Linked DNA regions of Hordeum vulgare: region 2 is linked to region 1. A link is a contact called in public Hi-C data. All regions are on one chromosome and are shown on one strand. Each heading gives the region's core, a stretch centred on a gene start, on an enhancer-like site or on the middle of the called end of the contact. The rest is flanking DNA. Distances are from core to core; before and after follow the strand shown. Region 1 has its middle 47 kb from the start of LOC123440327. Region 2 holds the start of LOC123444560 (vacuole membrane protein KMS1).

Region 1 (6,181 bases), core at 2,588-5,087:
CCACATGAAAATAAACTGATGAGACGAGACTATCAACTCCTCATTTGGAAGTAGAGAATTGGTGATGTATGTAAATAATTAATGTGATTGAACGAGTTATGGTAAGGTTAATTAATTCATATTTGGTTATTTAATAATACATTATCATTTAATAACATAGGTTTGATTGTTAGAAACGATCCACGTGTTAGGAAAGTTAGGATTCAAAATTGACTGCCACATAATTGAATTTCATTGTTTGGTAACGTATTGTTGGTTCCTGTCAATTGGAACATGGCTGGTTAGAAAAACATGAAAAGATTAGAAAAGTTTTTATTGAAAGGTGAAAAAAAATTAAAGTGAAGAGGTGGTGGTTGGAGGTGAGACAAAAAAAACTGACAAAATAAATCGTGGATGCTATTCACCAACTGAGCAATTAGGAGTAGAGATCTAAACAATTTCTACCAAATTTACAGTTTCACACACATCGTAACCAAATAACTTTCACATTTCCCATGGTTCTCAGCTCACGACAACTTTCTCTTAACTTCTCAGTTTTTTTCTGAATCCACGGCTCAACCAAACAAAAAATTTCGACTCATGTGCTTTGTTCGTTGTTTTTAGGGACGTGCTACACGTCCGCCAGCTGATCTTTTCAAAAGATCGGTCGGGCTGCGAGCTGTGGGATAGTGTGCCATCGAGCTGCCTAGCAACGTTCTTTAGTTTTGCAACACTGTTAGTGTTGCAGAATCCTTGCAACAAAGACCATGTTACATAAATATTTCAACATAGCTCATGCTGCAGAAAACTTTTTCAACATAGGTTATGTTGTATATTTTTTCATCTTTATTTTTTTTGCAACATAGGTAATGTTATGGAATAAATTTTTGCAGCATAAGTGATGCGTGTGTTGTAGAAAGCTTTGCAATAGAACTCATGTTGCAGAAAACTATTGCAACGCAGGTCATGTTACATATTTTTCATCTTCATTTTTTGTAACATAGGTGATGTTACAGAAGAAATTTTTGCAACATAAATGATGTTGAGAATTTTTTTGCAATGTAGATTATGCTGCAGAAACACGTCCGTCGTTGTGACGCATGTTTCAACAGCACTGTCGTCATTCGCCGTCGTAGTTTGCCATTCGGTCATCACAATTGCATCATGGAGGCAGCCGGTGATGATTGGGGACTGCATGGAGGAGCTTAGTGGGGTTGTGCCAAGCTCGGGCACTTCAATGCATCCAACAGCCCTGCGGCGGCCGACGGTCGTGGTGGTGGTGGGCGATGGCCTCGCGAGCTACGACACTTCGCTAAGTGCAGGTGCCTTCTCCATGAGTGCGTCGCTGGCCACCCATGATCAAATGGAGAGACGACAGAGAGAGATGGGAGAGAAAAGAGTATCCTTATCAGATAAGAAATGAATGACTCTGTTCAGATAAGGAAGAAAGGAGTAGTGTGGTGCACGGGCCTATACGGATCAGAGGCGGCGAACGACTCGCGGTGAATCCATCGGCTGATCAAGATCGTTTCCCTTATTTGTAACCCATATATTTTTTACAAAGTTACTACTTATCAATCGAGAGTTGGATTTTACTACCCTGAAATCTTCTAGAGCGAACAATAAAAGCATCCGTAAATAGAGTAGGGCTTTTTGGAGCTCGGGGTCCATGGATTTCTTTATTCTTGAAAAATAAAAAATTCAGACTTTTCGGTTTTAAAAGAATCTAAGAAAGAATATGCAAGTACACAAATATGAAATGTATATGTATGCAAAAATTCAGAATAAAATACCTTGAAATGCGATCTGTGTGAAAAAAAAAAGAAGTTCATGCAATTTTAAGATGATGTGAAAGTTTGTACCGCCGCGCGCGGCGGAGTCCAGCACAGCAGCACGGGAGAGTCGTTGCCACGGCACCCACCATGTGCCATTGCCGGCTGCCGCGCGAATAATTCGCCGCTCCAGCGCAGCGACGGGCCCCGCACCAACCTCCCCCACCCCACGTACCGGCGCCGGAAATCACTCACGCACGCGCGATGAACCCGAGCCAGCCACACGACAGCCGGCCGTCCTCCCGTTCGCCAGCTTATATTAGGCAGGCCGGCCTAATCGCAGCTGTATAAAAGCACCTCCCCCGCTCCCCCGTCGAAGCAACAAACGCCGGCGTCAATCAGCACTGAGCAGCAACAGAGCGAACCTCCTTCCTCGCCCTCCTCTCCTCAAGCAAGCAAGAAGCCAGGCCACCAAGATGGCAGGGCAGTTGAAGGCCAAGATCCTCGCCGCGGCCGCCGTCGCCGTCGTCGTCGCCTCGTCTCTGGTCGGCACGGCCTCTGCGGCCGACGCGCCCGCCGCGGCGCCCACCTCCGGCGCCACCGGCGCCGCCCCGGCCTTCGCGGCCGTGTCGGTCGCCGCCGCCGCTTTCGTCTACATCTTCTGCTAGGCGTGCGTGCGCTGTGGCGCCCGGTGGCGCCGCCGTGCGTGCGCGACGCGCATGCTGTTCTTTTGTGGGATTTGTTGTTGTGGGTTCATGGGCGTTCCGGGTGCAATTTCGTTTCTTGGTTCGGGGCTTGTAGTTGATCGTGTGTGTACAGTGACGATATTAAATTGAATTCATACGTTTCATGTTCATTCGTTTGCGATTTGCACGTGGTAAAAAAATCTGGCGGGTCACCTCTCCGTGACAGCCCACCTTTGTGTGTGTGTGTGTGCGTGTGCGTGTGCGTGCATACGCGATCTCACTCTCACGAGCTCTGTTGACTGTGGATACACCTCTGTTACGAACCATGTGGCAGCCAGAACAGCAAGAGATACAAATCAGCAGCTACTGTATTTATTAGTTGCTGATCTCCTGTGCTGTTTTCTTCTTGGAAAAAATGACATGGGATAATGTGCGCTCCCCGTAGCCGAGTTCACCATAATTCTGATCGACAAAACGAACTAGATAGGCAGACCATGATTGCCTGTCGGGCCCTTGGACAGCACAGCTTCTAAAATTCAAATATCCTATTACAGAAATATTATATTTATAGTTAAGTCAAATTCGAAAATTTTAGAATGCTAAATTCGTTTTTTGGGACAGATTTTCCTTCTGAGTCAATTTTTAAAACTAGAACTCTGTCTTTGTGTGCAATTGGGTAAAAATTTTGATAAAAAAACAAATGAGCTATCAGCAGGAACAACTTTATATTTTTAAAATTAAAAAAATGATTCACTGAAATTTCTTTAAAACTGTGTTTTTTAAAAAAAATAAAAAATTCTAAATGGTTTTATAAGTTATAAACAAATTTGGAAATTCCATTTTTTTAACATGTGGCATTTTTCAAAAATTTCAACAAAATTCTAAATTCTAAACAAGATTTGAAATTTTGAACAAAATTTGGAAAACATGAACAAATTTTGGAAAATAATGTGAAAACACAAACCATTTTGAAAACCCAAATATTTTTTGTAAATGTATTTTTTTCAAATACCCAACATTTTATGAAATTGTGCAAAAACAAATAGCTTGTTTTAAAAAAAGACATGAACAATCTTTCAAAATTTGAATTTCTGAAATTTGTGAATAATTTTGAATTTCGAACTTGTAAAAAATTGTAAAAAAACTAAAAATATGAACAATTTTTGAATGTACCCAAACACCTTTTGAAAATCTGAACCATTACTAAAAATGAGACATTCTTCAAATTTATGAATTTAAAAAGAGAGGAAAAAAAGATAAAACAAACAGTACGAAACACAGACCAATAAAAATGAAAGAGCAACGCCGAAAAAAAATATCAAACATTCTATAATGTTCGTAAGAAAGTGATAATAAAGAGGCAGGCCTAAACAACGCCACACTGCATTGGATGCACATGGGCGATTCCATCCCCAAGCACTCATTGTGCAAATGTCTGGCTATGTTGTAACGCGCCACAAATAGGGAATATAATTCCTATTTGGCGCCACAGGCGTCGGGCAATTCTGCTAACCGGCGCCTGCAGCGACCCGTACTAGGCTGGGTCATATCTCAGCATTGTTTATTTCTGTTCCGAGTACAGAAAAAGGACTAGGCGCCGTGGAGAATCGAACTCTCGACCAACATCTCGGGTTAACACACACTAACCACCACGTCACTAAACCAGATATGATGACTAATTCTCTTTTGCTCTTTTCTTATTTCTTTCTTTGGTTTTCGTTTTTTTCTTCTGTTTTCTGTTTTAGTTTTTCTTCATGGGTTGATGATTTTTTTAAAGTTTGGGAATATTCTTTTAAAATTCACCAAACTTTTTCAAACCGAATGAAAGTTTTTAAAAATTTGATGAACTTTTTTCTCAAATTCGATGATTTTTTTTAATTCCATGAAGTTTTTTTAAAACAATTATGAACTTCTTTCACATTTGATGAACTTTTCCAAAATTCTATGATTTGTTTTTCAAAATTAATGAACTCTTTTTTAATTCAGGGATTTTTTCTAATTTGATGTTTTTTTAAAAAAAAAATCGGTGAACTTTATTCAAATTCATTGAACTTTTTTTGAAAAAAATTACCTTTTTTAAAAATTTGATGACCTTCTACGATTTTTTCAAAATTTTGATGAAATGTTTTCAAATTCGTTGAACTTTTTTGAAAGTCGATTAAATTTTTTTTTTTCAAATTTGATGAACGTTTTTTAAAACTACTGAACTTTTTATAAAAAATAATGAACCTTTATCAAATGTGATAATTTTTTTCCAAATTTGATAATTAGTATATTTAAAATCTATCAACATTTTTCCCATTTGAAGAATTGTTTTTGCATAATTGGTGTACTTTATTTTCCAAAAATTAATGAACTTTTTCGGGGCCTGCACGGGCGCCAAGCTGTTTGATGGGCCGGCCCAATGCGGGGCGCTGCACGCGCCAGGAGGACAAACCGGCTCTTGCAGCGCCATATAGGAGGTCCCAATAGGGAACCCCTCAGCACTGCCTTTTTCCTTACTCACTGTTGCCCCCCCACACACATTGATACCCAAGTAGGAGTAGTAAGTAGCAGGACACAAAGACACATGTGCTTTTGTTTTCCTATTCCTTACTCAACATTCCATCATAATGTGGGATAATCCATGGATAAAAGCATGCTTTTAGGGCTTGTTTGGATCCTATCCACCTCTCAATTTCATGAACTCAACTAAATTCGAGAAGCTAAGCCCTACCCCGGTGTAAAAAGAAGAAGACGGAAAAGCCCAACTTCATGAAAATGAAGACAAAAGTTGAGCCAATTTACAGTTGAATTACCACCACAAAAGCAAACGTTTCACCGCGACACCCTGAAATCGACAAGTGTTTCTCCGCTCCCTTTCCCGCAAATCGGTACGTTGTACCGCTCGTGCGCTCATCTCTCTTCCTGACATATCCCCTCGTTCGCTGCTAACCCTAGCGAGCACCAAAAAGTGGACATTTTTTTTGGTTCTAACCTAAAAGCATGATAAAATACAAATCTGACCTCACATTCAAAAAAAAAATCAAATCTAACGTCTTGACTGACGCCAGCATCCTTCGCATTTGGGTTGCACCGGAGACGCGAGGTACCCTGGATTTTGGGTCGGGCCCGCTCGTTCCTCCATTGTTGTTGCCGTGATGATGTGGCAAATGACCAGACACGAGGCACCCTGGCGCCTGGTCGCCAGGCCCAAACGCCACACACCCTGGTGTCTGGCCCAGTTAAGTCAACCAGCCGCGCGGGCCTGCCCCACCCGGTGCATCTTTGTTCCTCTCTAGCCCACAACGCATCTGGCTCTCGCCCCCTTTTCGCACTCACACTTCAGCTTCCCTGATCTACTCCCTCCTCCATTAAAGTGTGTGGATCCAAGCACCCCAATCATCCTTGAGGTAATCTCCCCAATCCCTTCATTTTTTAACATCTTATTTTCAGAGTATTTGTGAAGAATGGGTGATGTTAGATAAGTAGATTATTTCTTAGTTTTAGGGATTTCTTTGTAGTTCTTAGATTATATAGGTTTGTTCAATATGTTGGTATATTATTTTGGGCTTTGGGGCATTTTGTTGAATATGTTAGTATATGATGTGTTGTAAATTTCGTTTAATAATTTAGTGTTGATATGATGTGGGCATAATGGATTTATTTTAAGCAACCCAAAATTATCATCGATGTGCTTAATTCATTATTGTTGATTTTAGATGGGGAGACTTGTTAATGTTCATTATATGGACAAGGACAATT
Region 2 (6,181 bases), core at 2,403-4,902, 110 kb before region 1:
GGAATAAAGAGAGTTTCCTAAGACATGACTATAGTGACAAACAGTCTCAGAAGTTGTATTACATCCAATTACTGAGAATGAAACCAGTACTGTTTACCCACAAGGAGGCCACAAAAATTGTATTACATCCCATTACTGAGAATGAAATGAGTACCGTTTTCTTAGATTAGTAAGAGTTTCAATCTTTTTATAGGAGGAAAATAAACAATAACCATGAAATACTACTACAATGTGTCAGCACTGCATTAATGAAGCTGCTGAACTTAGGTACCTACGGAAGGGCACAAGTCAAAAGCTAAATGGATATGATAATGATGGCATGCATGTTACATAGTATAATAAAAAGTCGATGCTATAGATAGTGTTCAAGGGAAATCAGTTAAGAAACAATATAGAAAGAAGTAATATTATTATTATCTTCACATAGATTGAATATAATATATACTGTACAGCTGTAAAGTATCTAACAGGATATCACAATTACTTCAGAATAAAATGAACTGCACAATTACCGGCTCGTGATATAAAATAAGGAGGGAGCTCGCCAAGTGCTGTCCCGATACCCCAAAGAACAGCTTCCAACTGAACCTGAGGGAGTAGATCAAAGACTGGGATCATCACCGAATGATCTGATGAAGGGTACATCGGCGATCCAAATTCCGAACACTTCTTGTCAAGCCATGATGGCGCCTGTTTAAGCAGTATGGTATCATATGGAGCGGTCTTCAAATCGACACGACCGCATTGAACGGCCTTAATAGTGAAGAGAGCAATGTGGGGCCCAAGATACAGCACAAATGTATGCAAACCTGAACCTGCATTTCAAATACTAATCCATCAATTTTCAAAAATGAACTCCTTTGCTCCAAGCAAACAAATAAACTTTAAAGTTCTATTTTCCAATTATAACACTTCAAGCATTCAGTTTTACGTGCCTTGGCATATGATAAAGGGATACCTATCATCAACATCACAAGACAACTGCTAATTGAGTATACAATACTAACTAAGCTTGGTATAGGCTTTACCATGCCTAAGTCTCTAAGATGACCAAATATTGTTCTCACAGTTTGCCTAAATGATGTCTCAAAATCATCTGACAATTCCAAATATCCACATATTCTGCTAGAAACATGAATATGGTAACTGTATCCTTCTTTGGGTGCAAAAGAGCGCAATATACACTAGTCATTGCAAGAACTTAAAACCAACACTTTAAAATGCCACAACTTCTAACTCTACTGTACAACTTGGCAATGCTGCAGTTTTTGCTCTCCTCCCCAATTATAACCTTTCGAGATTTTCACTAAGTATGACCTTTAATTATTTTCCCAAGGTCAATACATTATAATTTTCTGCTGATATTTACTTTGTAATAACACAGAAATAACTAAAAATATAACAAAAATAAAGGAGGCATTAATTTTTCAAATTAATTTCTAGCCAACTAATTCATGTTCACTAGATGCTTCAGCCACCAGACAGTATAGTTTAACTGTTTAAGTATAAAAGGGAAACTAGTTGTAGGACCAAAAGGGACAATATTACGTATATTAACACACTATTCATTTGCGCTTCCTTTACAATGCGTGATCAGACTACATAATCTTCAGAGAAGTTAATGACACTTGCCTAGTCCGATTGACGAGGCCACGCCTAATGAAACCCACCACAACACAAATCTAGCATAATTAAGGAACTCCTGCACGTGCTGCATAGAAACCAGAAAACAAACATTAGCACTCATGTGGTTTACAAAATGCACTATCCACATTTAGTATGTCAGTCTACTCAACAAATGTAATGAGTCACCCATAGAAATGTAGTACACCTTTTTGTGCAGACCATCCGTAACCAGAAGTGCAACTCCAGGAATTACCACCAAAACAATTAGGACAACAAACAAAGCACCTTTACTCAGGATATATGCTGCTGATCTTTTCAAGTATTGCAACATAGCTAACATGAAAAAGTGCAATGTCTTGAATGGGTGCTTTGTTAGTGTCAAATTCTCCAGTTCCAATTTATGTTTCTCACGGATTTCTGAAAATAAATAAACAGTTAGGTTACACAACACAGTATGTCAACTTCAATTGGTTACATAGAATACCCAACTGTAAAAAGCTGTGTTACTACAACAGATCTAACTAAAGCAACATGTACCAGGTAGAAGATACTAAGATGCCAAGTTTTGAGTCAACAAAGGAGATAAATGGAATGCAAGCAGTTTTCTCATTAACCAGACATAAAATTATTTGTCTAGCCAGTCATTAGCACAACCACTAGACTGTGTTAGCAGGACCAGTTATCAAGAACGGGTGGTTCATATGAATTAACTTGATTTTGAACTGCCAAGTTGATTTGCTATGTAAGAAGGAACGATACAGGCATTGCAATTGAGCAGTAGATATGGTAAAGATCTTTAACATGAAATAGTAGCTACATGTAACCAAATACAGTAGTAAATTGGGAGGGCTTGATTAGTTTTTCTCTGGTTTGAGTTGTGGCAAGCAAGGCCATTTGCAGTGCAGCCAAGTTCGACAAAGTTAATGGTGTGGAATACAGAACCAAATTAGATATCCAGCATTCCCTGCTAGACATTGTTGAACTGAAGAAACCACAAAAAGTTTGTTAAATTATGAACACGTTGGTTTGAGTTGTAACAAGCAAAGTCATTTTGCAGTGCAGCCATGTTCAATCACAAGTCAAATGATGCTGCATGCCCACGCTTAGCACCTATGTGAGCTTAGGCAGGTAGCTAAGCAGCAATGCAAGACGGTGGGCACCTGGCACCTAGGTTTATATCACTGAATTTGTTTCGATCCTAGGTTAATGCTTCACCTCAGATACCGAAGAAAGCAGGCATCCAATGAGATTATACTAACTTACCATAAATGGGAATGGGTTCATTTAACACATCTACATCGCTACTCGAATCTATGCGACATGTGCAGGCTCATAGTGAAACTCTGCGGTCGCAAACGCTGATAAAGCAAAAAAAACCTGATGTATCGCGTACACGCCATGTCACAGGACGGTGACTACATTTAAATCCGAGCAAATGCTAATAAATGACATCACCATGCTAGCACTGACAAATAGCTGACGTCTATAGCGCTTGCCCCCCGCGGGCATCCCCAGCCCAGCTCAGCTAGACAACCACAGCCCCATTCCAAACCCACGCTACGATTACGGCCGGCGGCAGCTAGCTTCGATCCAGAAGACGGACAACGCATTGGCACCGCGACACGCGGATAAAAAAAAACGAAGGCGCGGATCTCACCGGAGATTACGCCGTCCCCGGCCCTCGAAGAGCCCCGGGCCGGCCCCGCCGCCGTGGCCTTCCGGCGCCCCATCGCTCCCGCCGCGGCGCGAAAACCCTAGATCTCGCGGCCCCGATGTGCCGGCCCCACCATGGGACGCCCGGGGCGACGGCTCGAGGCTCCTCCCGCGGGGGCTCGGTGGGCGGCTGGGCGGTCGGAGATCGCGCGGCGAGATCGCGGAGGGAGGTGGCGGTTGGAGGAGGGCGGGGCGGGGCGCCGAAGTAATGGCGTGGTGGCTCCCGTCGCGCGGCCTGTCTCTTTTTTTTATATTTCTCCGGCCGGTTCTCTCCCCCAGCCCCAGGGCCGTTGTTTCCGTTGCTGCGGGACGGGTGCTGCGCTGCGAAATCTGGACTCGCCGTTTAGCTGGGAAAAAAAAAACTGGCGCTGCGCGCTGGGCCCGTTGGTTTGTCTCGTCTGGCGGGCCCGGGCGTCAGTGGCGGTTCTCGGCGAGTGGGGCGGTGCGGCGGGTCGCGCGCCGGGAGACGGGAGACGGGAGACGTGCACGGGAGGTGGTTGTGCGTGTACGTGGGGGGAGCCCTTGCTGCTTGTCGTTGCTTGCAAGGCGTTCCAAGGCATGGCGCACTGCTGGGGAAATGGCGGCTCCGGAATAGTAGTAGTAGAATACAGGGAAGATGCTCTTTATCCCGATCTCCCATGTTGGGTCGATTTTTCGCAAAGGTGGCCAGCCCACGCGTTGTTTTCGCAAGCGTGGCCCCTAGGGTGAAAGAACTCACTGAATAATGACCCTTCGGAAAAAATATGTCACTCGGCTGACCCTTTTGTGTGGCGCCCGACACTTAGGCGTCACACTACACTGTGTGACGCCTAGCCGTTCGGCGCCACATACCCCCCCGACCACCTGGCAGAAAGCCGTGTGACGCCTAAGCCTCACGCGTCACACATTGTAATGTGTGGCGCCGAACGCTTAGGCGCCACACATTGACTTAAACAGGCACGGGCCAGCCCCCCTCCCCACCCCCTCCTCATTCCCCTCCCCCAGCCCCCTCTCCCAGCCACGGGCCCCTCTTCAAATCCTTCACCAAATCTGAAGGTTTGGAGCGGGCATTTGTTGTCCAATCACTCCCCTAAGGTAATCTCCACCTCTCCCCTCATTCTCATCCAAAGAAAAATATCTTGTGGTCTTTTTTTGCAAATTTGAGGAAACCCTAGTTTTTCATGAAATGTGGAATGTATATGATATTGTTGTATTTGTTTGTATGTTATGATAAGGGGTATGATGGTGTTATGATTAGGGTTGTTTGGATGTTTGCATTATGGTTGTTTTAGGGTTAGGCTAGGGTTAGGCTATGGTTAGGCTAGGGTTAGGGATGTTTGGTTGTGTTAGTTTTATGATGGTGTTAGGGTTATGGATGTTTGGAAGTTAGTAAGTAGATATTGTAGTTGTATGATTGCTTATAAAAAAGTTCTATGTTTTCTTGTTTAGGGATGGGAAGAACATGTGTTTATGTTCATCACGTGGACAAGGATGCCTTTTTAAAAGGCAGTATTGATCCGGACCCGGATGAGCTTGACATGGTGTTCGATTTGTGTCCTAGCTATGGTGAATTGTTGGAACAAGTCCGAAAGGATTTGAATTGGATGGACCCTAGTGATGTAGTTGAGTTTGATGGTAGGCATAATGTGGGATTCGGAATGCACATTTGTTGGAAGACCATGTGTGTCAACTCCGAGCAACGTTGGCTTGCATACAAGGATACGGTGGCCGAATCACTAGATAAGGCTCTAGAGTTATTTGCCATCAAAACAAATGTTCCTAACTTGTTGGATTTGAACCGGGTTGCCTCTTCGATTGTTGAAGCTATTCCTGCACCCATCAACGAAGAGGCCAACATTGAACCTATTTCTTGTGTCGATGAGGCCAACGAAGAGGTCAACATTGAACATGAACCATTGGTAGAGGCTAATGATGAGCACGATGATGATGAGAATGATGGTAATGTTCTTCATGACAACAATCTTGGTGATTTGGACAAATATAATTTGCAAGAGACAATGGACCATTCTATTCCGTACTCACATGGCTATGCCTCTGATTCTGACGATGAGGGTCCCGATGAAGAAGTTGATGAGGAAGGGTTCACGGCAAAGGAGGTTGAAGCTTTCACGAAGGTATTAAAGCATGATCACTGGAAACCATTGTTCGAGGATCTTAGCTTTGCGGATGAAGCCGTGGTTGACGGAGGCGAAGGCATATTGTTTGGAGTTAGGCCACCTTCTCATCGGGACACACATGGGAAGAATATTATTTTGCCGGGGTCAAAGTTCGAAACATTCTTTGAACTGAAGATGTGGTTGGATGAATATTCTGTTACGCATTATAGGCCACACAAAGTTGTTCATTCAAACATGAAGCTGCGTTACACGGTTGCATGTGAGGATAGAGGGTGTCCTTGGATTATCCGTGCAAGACCATGGAAAGGAGGGCCAGGATGGAACATTGTCAGTTGTATGCCTCACATGTGTCGAGGCAAGAGGGTTGATGGTGCCCTTTCGTCGCAAAGCCATAGACAACTCACCTCCGAGTTCATCGCTTATAGGCTTTCCAACTCCATCTCCTCTCTTCCTACAATGAGCATAAAAAGCGTACAAGACCTTGTGAAAGCCCTCTTTCACTACGAGGTGAAATATGGTAAGGCATGGAAAGCAAAGCAAGCCGCATTCAAGATGTTGTATGGTGATTGGGAGCAAGCATACAACCGCATACCTAGGTTGTTGGGAGCTATTGCCCACACTAACCCGGGCATGGTTCGTGTGGTCGAGCCGTATGGGGAGAAAACAAGGATTCTCAATGGAAATAGGGTCCGCGTATTTGGCCGTGCATTTTGGGCATTTGAGCA

Evidence for each region. Hi-C and Micro-C count contacts between places; a contact is called where the count stands out from the background.
Region 2: a Hi-C map of leaf shows a contact between it and region 1, with 3 times the contacts expected there. The contact joins the promoter of LOC123444560 here to the enhancer-like site in region 1. A contact is called at or near these places in 2 of 6 Hi-C or Micro-C datasets (both in leaf).

What each region holds. Positions count from the first base shown.
Region 1 is chr3H:509,313,632-509,319,812 of MorexV3_pseudomolecules_assembly, reverse strand. No RefSeq gene overlaps it. Among protein-coding and RNA genes, the nearest start is that of LOC123440327, 47 kb to the left of the region's middle. Within about 2 kb of position 3,837, at least 3 of the 3 cell types and tissues checked have open chromatin away from gene starts, as enhancers often do. A contact at or near this core is called in leaf, where this site is marked.
Region 2 is chr3H:509,420,662-509,426,842 of MorexV3_pseudomolecules_assembly, reverse strand. LOC123444560 (vacuole membrane protein KMS1) reads right to left here and starts at 3,652. Exons shown (of 8, transcript XM_045121328.1): 1 at 3,284-3,652; 2 at 1,832-2,043; 3 at 1,633-1,711; 4 at 513-815. The coding sequence starts at 3,356.